Linked DNA regions of Mus musculus: region 2 is linked to region 1. The links are chromatin contacts, called in public promoter capture Hi-C maps. All regions are on one chromosome and are shown on one strand. The core of a region is the stretch at or near the end of the contact, and the rest is flanking DNA. Distances in the headings are between cores, read along the strand shown.

The links. Capture Hi-C pulls out chosen DNA fragments and counts their contacts.
Region 2: a promoter capture Hi-C map of pancreatic islet shows a contact between it and region 1. A contact is called at or near these places in 3 of 130 datasets of targeted methods (extraembryonic endoderm stem cells, microglia and pancreatic cancer cells) and 2 of 9 other capture datasets (adipose tissue and pancreatic islet).

The regions. Positions count from the first base shown.
Region 1 is chr19:5,819,458-5,823,899 of GRCm38.p6, reverse strand. No RefSeq gene overlaps it. Among named protein-coding and RNA genes, the nearest start is that of Malat1, 19 kb to the right of the region's middle.
Region 2 is chr19:6,289,613-6,293,975 of GRCm38.p6, reverse strand. The region is part of intron 2 of Ehd1 (EH-domain containing 1); the gene reads right to left. Among named protein-coding and RNA genes, the nearest start is that of Cdc42bpg, 15 kb to the left of the region's middle.

The DNA.
Region 1 (4,442 bases), core at 355-2,854:
ACTTCTGAGGATACATTCATGTTTGCTATGTTTGGAAACTAAGCCAGAGAGTAGCAGAGAACACCTGGGCCTCCCTCCCAGCTACCCTTCTTGAAACTTCTGAGGATACATTCATGTTTGCTATGTTTGGAAACTAAGCCAGAGAGTAGCAGAGAACACCTGGGCCTGACTGTGCAGGGGAGTGAGCAAGACAGGCCTTGCAGTTCCCTAGCCAGCTGAGTCATGCAAACAACTGTGATCTCAGCATCTAGAGGCTGAAGCAGGAGGATCTGGGCTGGAGAAGGCAGGTCTCCGGCTAGTCTGTCAACCTGACACACAAGCTAGAGTCACTTGAGAGGAAGGCGCCACAGTTGAGAAAATGGCCTCCATGAGATCTGACTATAGGCAGGCATGTTGGGCATTTTCTCAGTAAGAACTGAGTTGGGAGGGCCCAGCAGCCTCTCGTGGGTGGTGCTGGCCCTGCGCTGGTGGTCCTTGACTCTGATGAGCAAGCTAGCGGTAAGCAGCAAGCAGCGCACTGCCGCCTCAACGTCAGCTCCTCCCTCCCAGCTGGTTCCTGAGCTCTTTGAAGCCTTGGCTTCCCACCATAGGCTCTGACTTAGGACACGTAACCCTTTCTTCCCCAAGTTGCTGTGGTCATGATGTTTCATCACAGCAGTAGTAACTCTTAAGACAGCAGTTCTCTCATCAAAATCTATAGTTTTGGGAAAGTCTCTAAATGTACTACCAACCTTGTTTTTTGGCTTCTGTAGTTTTTTGCTTCTGTGTAACTGATCTCGTTAACCGAAGTACATCAACCCAGAAACCCGGGGGGTTTGTGCTTAAAATTTCACCTGAGAAAGGCTCGGGCCTACACTGGGATCCTGAGCACCCCGTGTAGTTGCCAACCAGCTGGTAAGGACTTCCTATTGGCCTGAGCCTATGTCCTAACAGTCTTCTCTATAGGTACCCCACACTGCTGCAGCTCCCCACTGACTCTAGAAGGAATTCTAGAATGACAACTTAGACCCATGGCGCTCAGGATACCTTGGCTCTGGACATCCAGTTGTCAATTAATAAAGCGGGAGAGAGACTGGGGGGCATCAATCTGAGCAGTGGTAGGGTTTCCGGGGCACAATGGGCACAGTGCCAGCCTTAGCCTGGCACTGTGCCTGTGGGATCCCAGCTCCAACCTTCTGAAAAGACCGGGTCAGGATGCTCTGTGCCTCTTGCAACAAAGAGCAGCTTTGTGGTCCCCACCTGGAGGGCACATGAGGTCCACAGCCTGGACTTTTTTCTGCCTCAGGAATTTCAGCCTCGAGGCTCAGCTCTGACCCTGACCTCTCGCCTTAGGCATCTCTCCACTGTGTGAGCCCCAAGTCTAATCCTGGTCAAGATCCTGTCAGTTAGAACTACTGCTCTACCTCCAGAGTCCCCGCCTGGAATATCCTAACCAATTTACCTAGAAGCTCCTCCTTCTGGACCTAATTAGAGTCCCACACATTTTAGCGCTGTCGGAAGCCACCCACAGCTGGTGACAATCACTGACGCAGGCTTGGGAGCCTCAGTCACAGTCATCTCTAGCTGCGTCACCGATATTTATAGTTGTACCTAACTCCAGAAAAGGAAGCAGTGTTCCTGAACCAAGCTGGCAAAGGCACACTCCTGGGAACTCCGCTTGGGCACACTCCTGGGAACTCGGCTTGGGCACACTCCTGGGAACTCTGCTTGGGCACACTCCTGGGAACTCGGCTGCTTGGGTACACTCCTGGGAACTCTGCTTGGGCACACTCCTGGGAACTCTGCTTGGGCACACTCCTGGGAACTCTGCTTGGGCACACTCCTGGGAACTCGGCTGCTTGGGCACACTCCTGGGAACTCGGCTGCTTGGGCAGTGTGGCTGGACTTCGAGCCCCACCCCCACACTTTCATTACTTATAAAATTTACCAGTTGTCAGAGTGTTTTAAATACAAGCCTGTTGTGCTCATCTTTTAAATTTATTTTTTGCTATATTGGAAATTCAATCCAGGGCCTTGTATATTATATTCTATTATATATTATATTATATTCTCGTCAGCTTTTACTGCCTTGAGATCGGGCCTACTAGCTTGACTGACTTTGAGCACAAGCCAACTGCCTCAGTTTCTTGTGTAGCTGAGAGGAGAAGCTGGCACCATCATGCCCTCCTATAACAACCACATTTTAAAAACCAAATTACTTTTTTTCTTTTTATTTACTTTTTTTCCCCTTTTTTTGAAACAAGGTCTCTCTGTGTAGCCTTGGGTGTTTTAGAACTTGCTCTGTAGACTAGGCTGACATCAAACTCAGAGATCTGCTGCCCTTTGCCTCCCTAGTGCTAAGAGTAAAGGTGTGATCCACCATGCCAGGCAAGTCTTTATTTTTAAAAATCCTGCTCCTTGCTCTTACTCTCTTATCTCTCTTACTCTTGCCTCCCCTTCCCCCATCCCCTCCCCCATCCCATGTGGTCATGCCCGGCCTCTACTTCTCTACTCTCTCCCTCTCTCTGCCTTTCTCTGCCTCTACTACACTCTTTTTTTTTTTTTTTTTTTTTTAAAGATTTATTTATTTATTATATGTAAGTACACTGTAGCTGTCTTCAGACACTCCAGAAGAGGGAGTCAGATCTCGTTACGGATGGTTGTGAGCCACCATGTGGTTGCTGGGATTTGAACTCTGGACCTTTGGAAGAGCAGTCGGGTGCTCTTACCCACTGAGCCATCTCACCAGCCCCTCTACTACACTCTTAATTCCCCTCCCTATGCCCCAAATAAACTCTATTCTATACTAAAAAAAAAAAAAAAAAATCCTGCTCCTTTATTTTTTAATGTGTATGTGACTATGTAAGCTTATGTGCCCCATGTGCATGCAAGATCCTGAGGCACAAACAAGCATCAGGTCCCTCGGACTAGAGTTATAGACAATGTGAGCTACTATATGGGTGCTAGGACTGGAACTTCGATCCTCTAAAGAGCAGCCACCGATAGGGTTTCTCTGTGTAGCCCTGGCTGTCCTGGAGCTCACTCTGTAGACGAACTCACATAGATCACCTGCCACTGCCTCCCAGGTGCTGGGATTAAAGGAGTGAGTCGCCATGGCTTTTTTTTTAATGAATTAATTAATTTAGTTAGTTAGTTAGTTAGTTAGTTAGTTTTTCGAGACAGGGTTTCTCTGGCTGTCCTGGAACTCACTCTGTAGACCAGACCTTGAACTCAGAAATCCGCCTGCCTCTGCCTCCCAAGTGCTGGGATTAAAGGCATGTGCCACCACCGCCCGGCTATTTATTTTTTTAAGATGGTTTCTCTGTACACAATCCTGACTGTCCTGGAACTTGCTCAGTTAAACAAGGTTGGCCCCTGCCTCCCAAGTGTTGGGATTAAAGGTGTGTGCCTGGCTCTGGCAGGGCTCCTGACCATGGAAATATTTCTCCAGCCTCCTTGTTATTTAAAATTTGTCCTTCTTTCTTTTTTTGTTTTTGTTTGTTTGGTTTGTTTTGCTATTGTTGTTTTCAGACAGGGTCTCACAATGTAGTTCTGATTGGTCTGGAACTCACTATGTAGACCACAGTGGCCTCAAACTCACAAGAGATTGGCCTGCTTCCCCAGTACTAGAATTAAAGGTGTGCAACACAATGCTGGGGTTTGTATTTAGATTTAATTACTTGTTATTTTATGTGTATTTTGTTTTGCCTGCATGTAAGTATGTACACCATGTGTGTACCTGGTACATGAGAAGGTCAGAGAGGGCTTCAGAGTCCCTGGAGCAGAGTTGCAGAGGGTTGTGAGTTGCCATGTAGATACTGGGACTTGAACCTGGATCCTCTGAAAGAGCAACGAGTGTTTTTTGTTTTTGTTTTTTGTTTTGGTTTTTTGAGACAGGGTTTCTCTGTGTAGTCCTGGCTGTCCTGGAATTCACTCTGTAGACCAGGCTGGCCTTGAACTCAGAAATCCACCTGCCTCTGCCTCCCGAGTGCTGGGATTAAAGGCGTGTGCCACCACCGCCCGGCCCCATATTTTAATACTTAATCTCAAAAGCTTTTCTGCCCTTTTAGGTCTTGGGCTTCCGAGAGAGTTTCCCGTGAGAGCTGGGCGGACTTTGGCCCGGCCCCACCACTGGGGGCAGCAGGGTGAACATGGACACAGCCGGAGCCTTTCACACAGGAGCCTCATCAGAGAGGACAATGAACAGGCCTCTCTAAGGTGGAGGAGTGGGTGGCAGCACCCTCATCGTCACACCTTGAGGGAGCTGCTGGGCTGCTCCTAGGACAGGCTGAGTCCACGATTAAGGCCTTCTCAGGCAGCTCTAGGTTGGAGCCGCAGGCTGGAGCCCAGAGAACAGCCAAGTCCTTAGAGAACTGAGGAGCCCAAGAGACTCTGAGTTTACTCAGAAGACACATGGCCATGGAAGGAACAGGACCAAGATGGCTATGGAGGTGTCCTGGAGG
Region 2 (4,363 bases), core at 1,021-3,520, 470 kb before region 1:
CTACTAGTTTATACTTAACAGCTCACTCAGCACAGTGACACAGGCACAGAGAAACCCGCCAGCTCTGTGCCCCGAACAGCGCAGTGACAATAAGCAGCAGCAATCAGCAGCTGCCATCTATCTGGTGTCTAAACATCAGATCCTTGTACAAGCCTTGCTCATTTTCTACAATAGGGGCTGGTAAGCTCAGGACCAAAACTGGCCTATCATTTGCTTGTATGAATAAAGTTTTATTGAAACAAAGGCACTCATTTACATGGCTACGCCAACTTTTGTCTGTAATAGCTGAGTTTGATTGTTGCAGCAGAAACTAAAAGCTCTACATAGCTGACAATACTAATTCAAGGAAAAGGTTTGCTGACTTTTGTTCTCCAACAAGCCCTCAAAAGTACCACAGACCACTTCCCTTTTGTGTAGGTCTTAAATGCGTCTCTAAAGCCAAGTTGCTGACTCTAGTCCTGAACCTTACTCTGTGCTGTTTCCCATCCCAATTAAAGTGACCTTTGCCATCTAAGACATCTATGACAGAGACATAACTGAATTTCCCCATTAATGACTGACAGTACTATTAGCCAGGCATGGTGGTTGGTACATACTGGAAATCTTGGAAAGCAGAGGCAGAAAGATCAAGGTTGGGCTGGTGAGATGGCTCAGCGGTTAAGAGCACTGACTGCTCTTCTGAAGGTCCTGAGTTCAAATCCCAGCAACCACATGGTGGCTCACAACCACCTGTAATGAGATCTGACGCCCTCTTCTGGTGTGTCAGAAGACAGCTACAGTGTACTTATGTATAATAATAAATAAATCTTTAAAAAAAAAAGAAAGAAAGATCAAGGTCACCCTTGGCTACAGAACACATTCAAGGACAGCATAAGTGACATGCAACTGTTTTGAACAAAATACCCCTCATCCCCCCTACACCCCCAAAAAGTATGATTTCGGGCCAGCAAGACGGTTTGTGTGTAAAAGCACTTGCTGTTCATGCTGCTGACACGATCCCGGGAACCCAGAGGAAGGAAGAGGGGCAAGCACAGAAAGCTGTCTTCTTGGTCTCCACAACTGCTCTGTGGCTCCACACACAAGTAAATAAAACTTAAGTGTGAGTCTCGCAGTTTTCTTCCTGAGGACTGGGACGGCAGGTACTGGAGGGAGTCATAGCCTGGGCGGCAAGAAGGGAAGTGGCACGGCCGACATTGCAGAGCTGGTCGCTTTCCACGTAAACGTAGCTCAGGGACTTCTGGACCCTGTCTGACAACTGTGCTTCCCTGCTGCTCTCTCCCACTGCTCCCAAATTTGAGACCCCTGCCTGCCCGTCAGGAGCACAAGCAGAGCTGGGAAGACTGGAAACAGCTGCGCAGAGCCTCATGACAGCCTGACCTCTCCGCGGAATCTGAACACTGTCCTTCTCTTTGCCTGGACTAAGTTTCCTGTCACTTACTGAATGTTCACAGGTTCCAGGTCACCCCAAATGTAGGCCAGCCCTCTGAGAACCACTTAGTACTTCCCAGAAAGTTGCCAAGACCCCAAAAGATGAGCCAGGGAAGCAACTCAGAGAGAAGACAGTCTGGAACAGGCTGGTCCAGCCAAACTCTTGCCTCACAAACCGCTCTAGCACTGGGAAAACTACTCCAAGCCCAACCTCAGGAGGGCTGACGTGCAATCTTCAGATGCAGGAGACAGACAGACAGACAGACAGACAGACAGACAGACTGACTGTAGGGGGAAGTCCCGAGGAAAGGACAGTGTCCAGGACTACACATGCTGGCACAGGATTCCCCACCACCCCGTTCATCAAGGCCTGCTGATGCTGCACTGTACAGCTAGGGGGGGTACCACTCAATGTTCCCCCACCCTGTGTATAAAGCTGGGGTGGTGGCACTTCGAAGGTGCTAGGCTAGACAGGCCAAGCAAAAACAAAGTTCTGGGTTCAATTCCAGGCAATACCAGGAAACAATTAAGAAGAACAAAGCCAATGAGATGGCTCAGCTGATCTGGGTGCTTTCCATACGAGCCTGGCAGTGAATTTGATCTTTGGGACCCATGTGAAGGTGGAGAGAGAACCCTTCTCTACAAGGTTGTCTTCTGACCTCTACATTCTTGACACACAGGAACTTGGGGGCACATTAGTCAGCCAATTGAGGCTACCTTGAAGGCGGAGGTACACTGAGCTGCAGTCGGTGTGCGGCTGGTTCAGTGTCAGAGCTTCAGGTATCAGTGCACAGGGAGGGCCAGGTCACACTGCATTTCAGCAGCCAGTACAGCCAGCCAGTTCCAAAGTACAAGGCCCTCCTTGCTCCCTGCAGCTGGCTGGGAGCAGGGAGTGGACACCGGAGGAGTGAGCTGTCAGCAGAAAACCAGAAGGGAAGGTCTAGAGCAGCAGCATAGCGGGAAGCAGAGGCCAGGAGAGGCAGCTGCTGCCCAGGGCTCTGAGCTGTACCCCAGCTGAGCCCAGAGCCTGTCCGGGGCCCTGAGGCCTTCCTTGTACGTGAGTTCTAGGAACACAGCACTGCTGAAGAAGTGCTGACTCAGGAACTGACACTCCTGCTCACCAAAGAGAGGCTCTGCTCCTTCCCACTCAGCCCATTTGGCCCCATCCAAAGCTGAAGCTACCTCACACAGCAGGGGCAGCAGCGAGGCCAAACCCCAGTTCCTGCGAACAGGGAAACTCCAGGCCAAGCACCACCAGTCCTGTTGGCTTTGGCTAGGCAGTCAGGCCTTCAGCAGGGAAGCTGAGGTCACCTTCCCAAGCCCTGAGCACTATGGCCCCAATCCTTTCCCCTCTGGTGGGGGAAGGGAACACTGAATGAGAGCGATGGGAGGAGGCCCTTCCCCTGGCCCTCCCGCCCGCCCGCCTGGTTCTCCGCAGCACTGCAGTTAGCTGGGTTGGGTTTGCTTTTCCTTTTTCTAGGGGACAGAGTCTCACTGTGTAGCCCTGGCTGGCCTGGAACTCACTAGGAGACCAGGCTGGCATCAAATTCAGAGATTCACCTGCCTCTGCCTCTCAAATACAGGAATTAAAAGCATGAGCCATCATGTTCAGCTTCATTAAGTCTCTTCTTCTTTCTCAGGCGGTGAAGGGACCTTCCCGGTTAATTATTTTTGGAGTTTAAGACAGGCTTGGGCTGGTGAGATGGCTCAGTGGGTAAGAGCACCCGACTGCTCTTCCGAAGGTCCAGAGTTCAAATCCCAGCAACCACATGGTGGCTCACAACCATCCGTAACAAGATCTGACTCCCTCTTCTGGTGTGTCTGAAGACAGCTACAGTGTACTTACATATAATAATAAATAAATCTTTAAAAAAAAAAAAAAAAAAAAAAAAGACAGGCTATTACTCCATATTCCAAGCAGGCTTCAAATGGTGGCAATTCTCCTGCCTCTGCCTCCTGAGGGGCGGGATTGCAGATAAGAGCTACCATGCTTGATTTTTCTGAGGTCACCTTCCAAGCCCGACCGACTATGGCCCCAAACCTTTTCCCTCTGGTGGGAAACACGCTTTGGGTGAAAAGAGAGCACTCTGGGTGACCAAACACATCACTGATTACCCAAAGGACTGCAGCCATGTTGACACAGGCATGTGACTCTATGACTGTAGGCCACCCGCAGGCCCATCTGGCACTATTGAACCGATTGTCCCTCATTACACTCAGGTGTCTTATGTGGATTTAGAGAGAGGACACTGGTTTCCAGGAGCCCTGGACGCCAAAGGGTGGCAATGGACATGGAGCCCAGGAGAGCCACGCAGTCACAAAAGCAGACTCCCGGCTCTCGGTGAGGAGTTCAAGCTGGTGACAGAGCTGGCAAAACAGCAGGCCGCAGGGTGCGTGTCCGTCCCACCCACACAACAACATAAAGGTAGCTGTGTGCACACACAGAGGGAAAGAGTATCTAACAGGGGCACCCTGCACCACCGTCTGGCTAGAGAGAGCGGACACCAGTTTCCACCAAGGATACAGAGCACACAGCTTGAGAGGATAGACGAGACGGAGAAGCCCACCTGCAGGGGGAGGGACTTCAGTGGGGACCAGAGACATCTCAGATAAGGAAGGAGTGGCCATGTGAACAACTGTATGACAAGCCCCAGCAGCCAGGCCCACCTATGAGGAAGCCAGGGGGCGATGCAGAGAAGACACTGGGGCCAGGGCCAGGGTGGAAGGCAAGGTGGCAGTGCTGACTGAAAGGTTTTGGGAAAATGGAACAGTGTGATGGCTCACAGCAGTGCAGCGGCACCAAACCCCACTGCTCTCCAAGACGGTGGGAAACGGTACAGCTTATATAGTAGGTACATTTCTCCAAAATTAGAAAATAAAGGAAATTCAAGTATGATAATGTGTATTTCTAGTCCCAGCACTTGAAAAGTAGAGG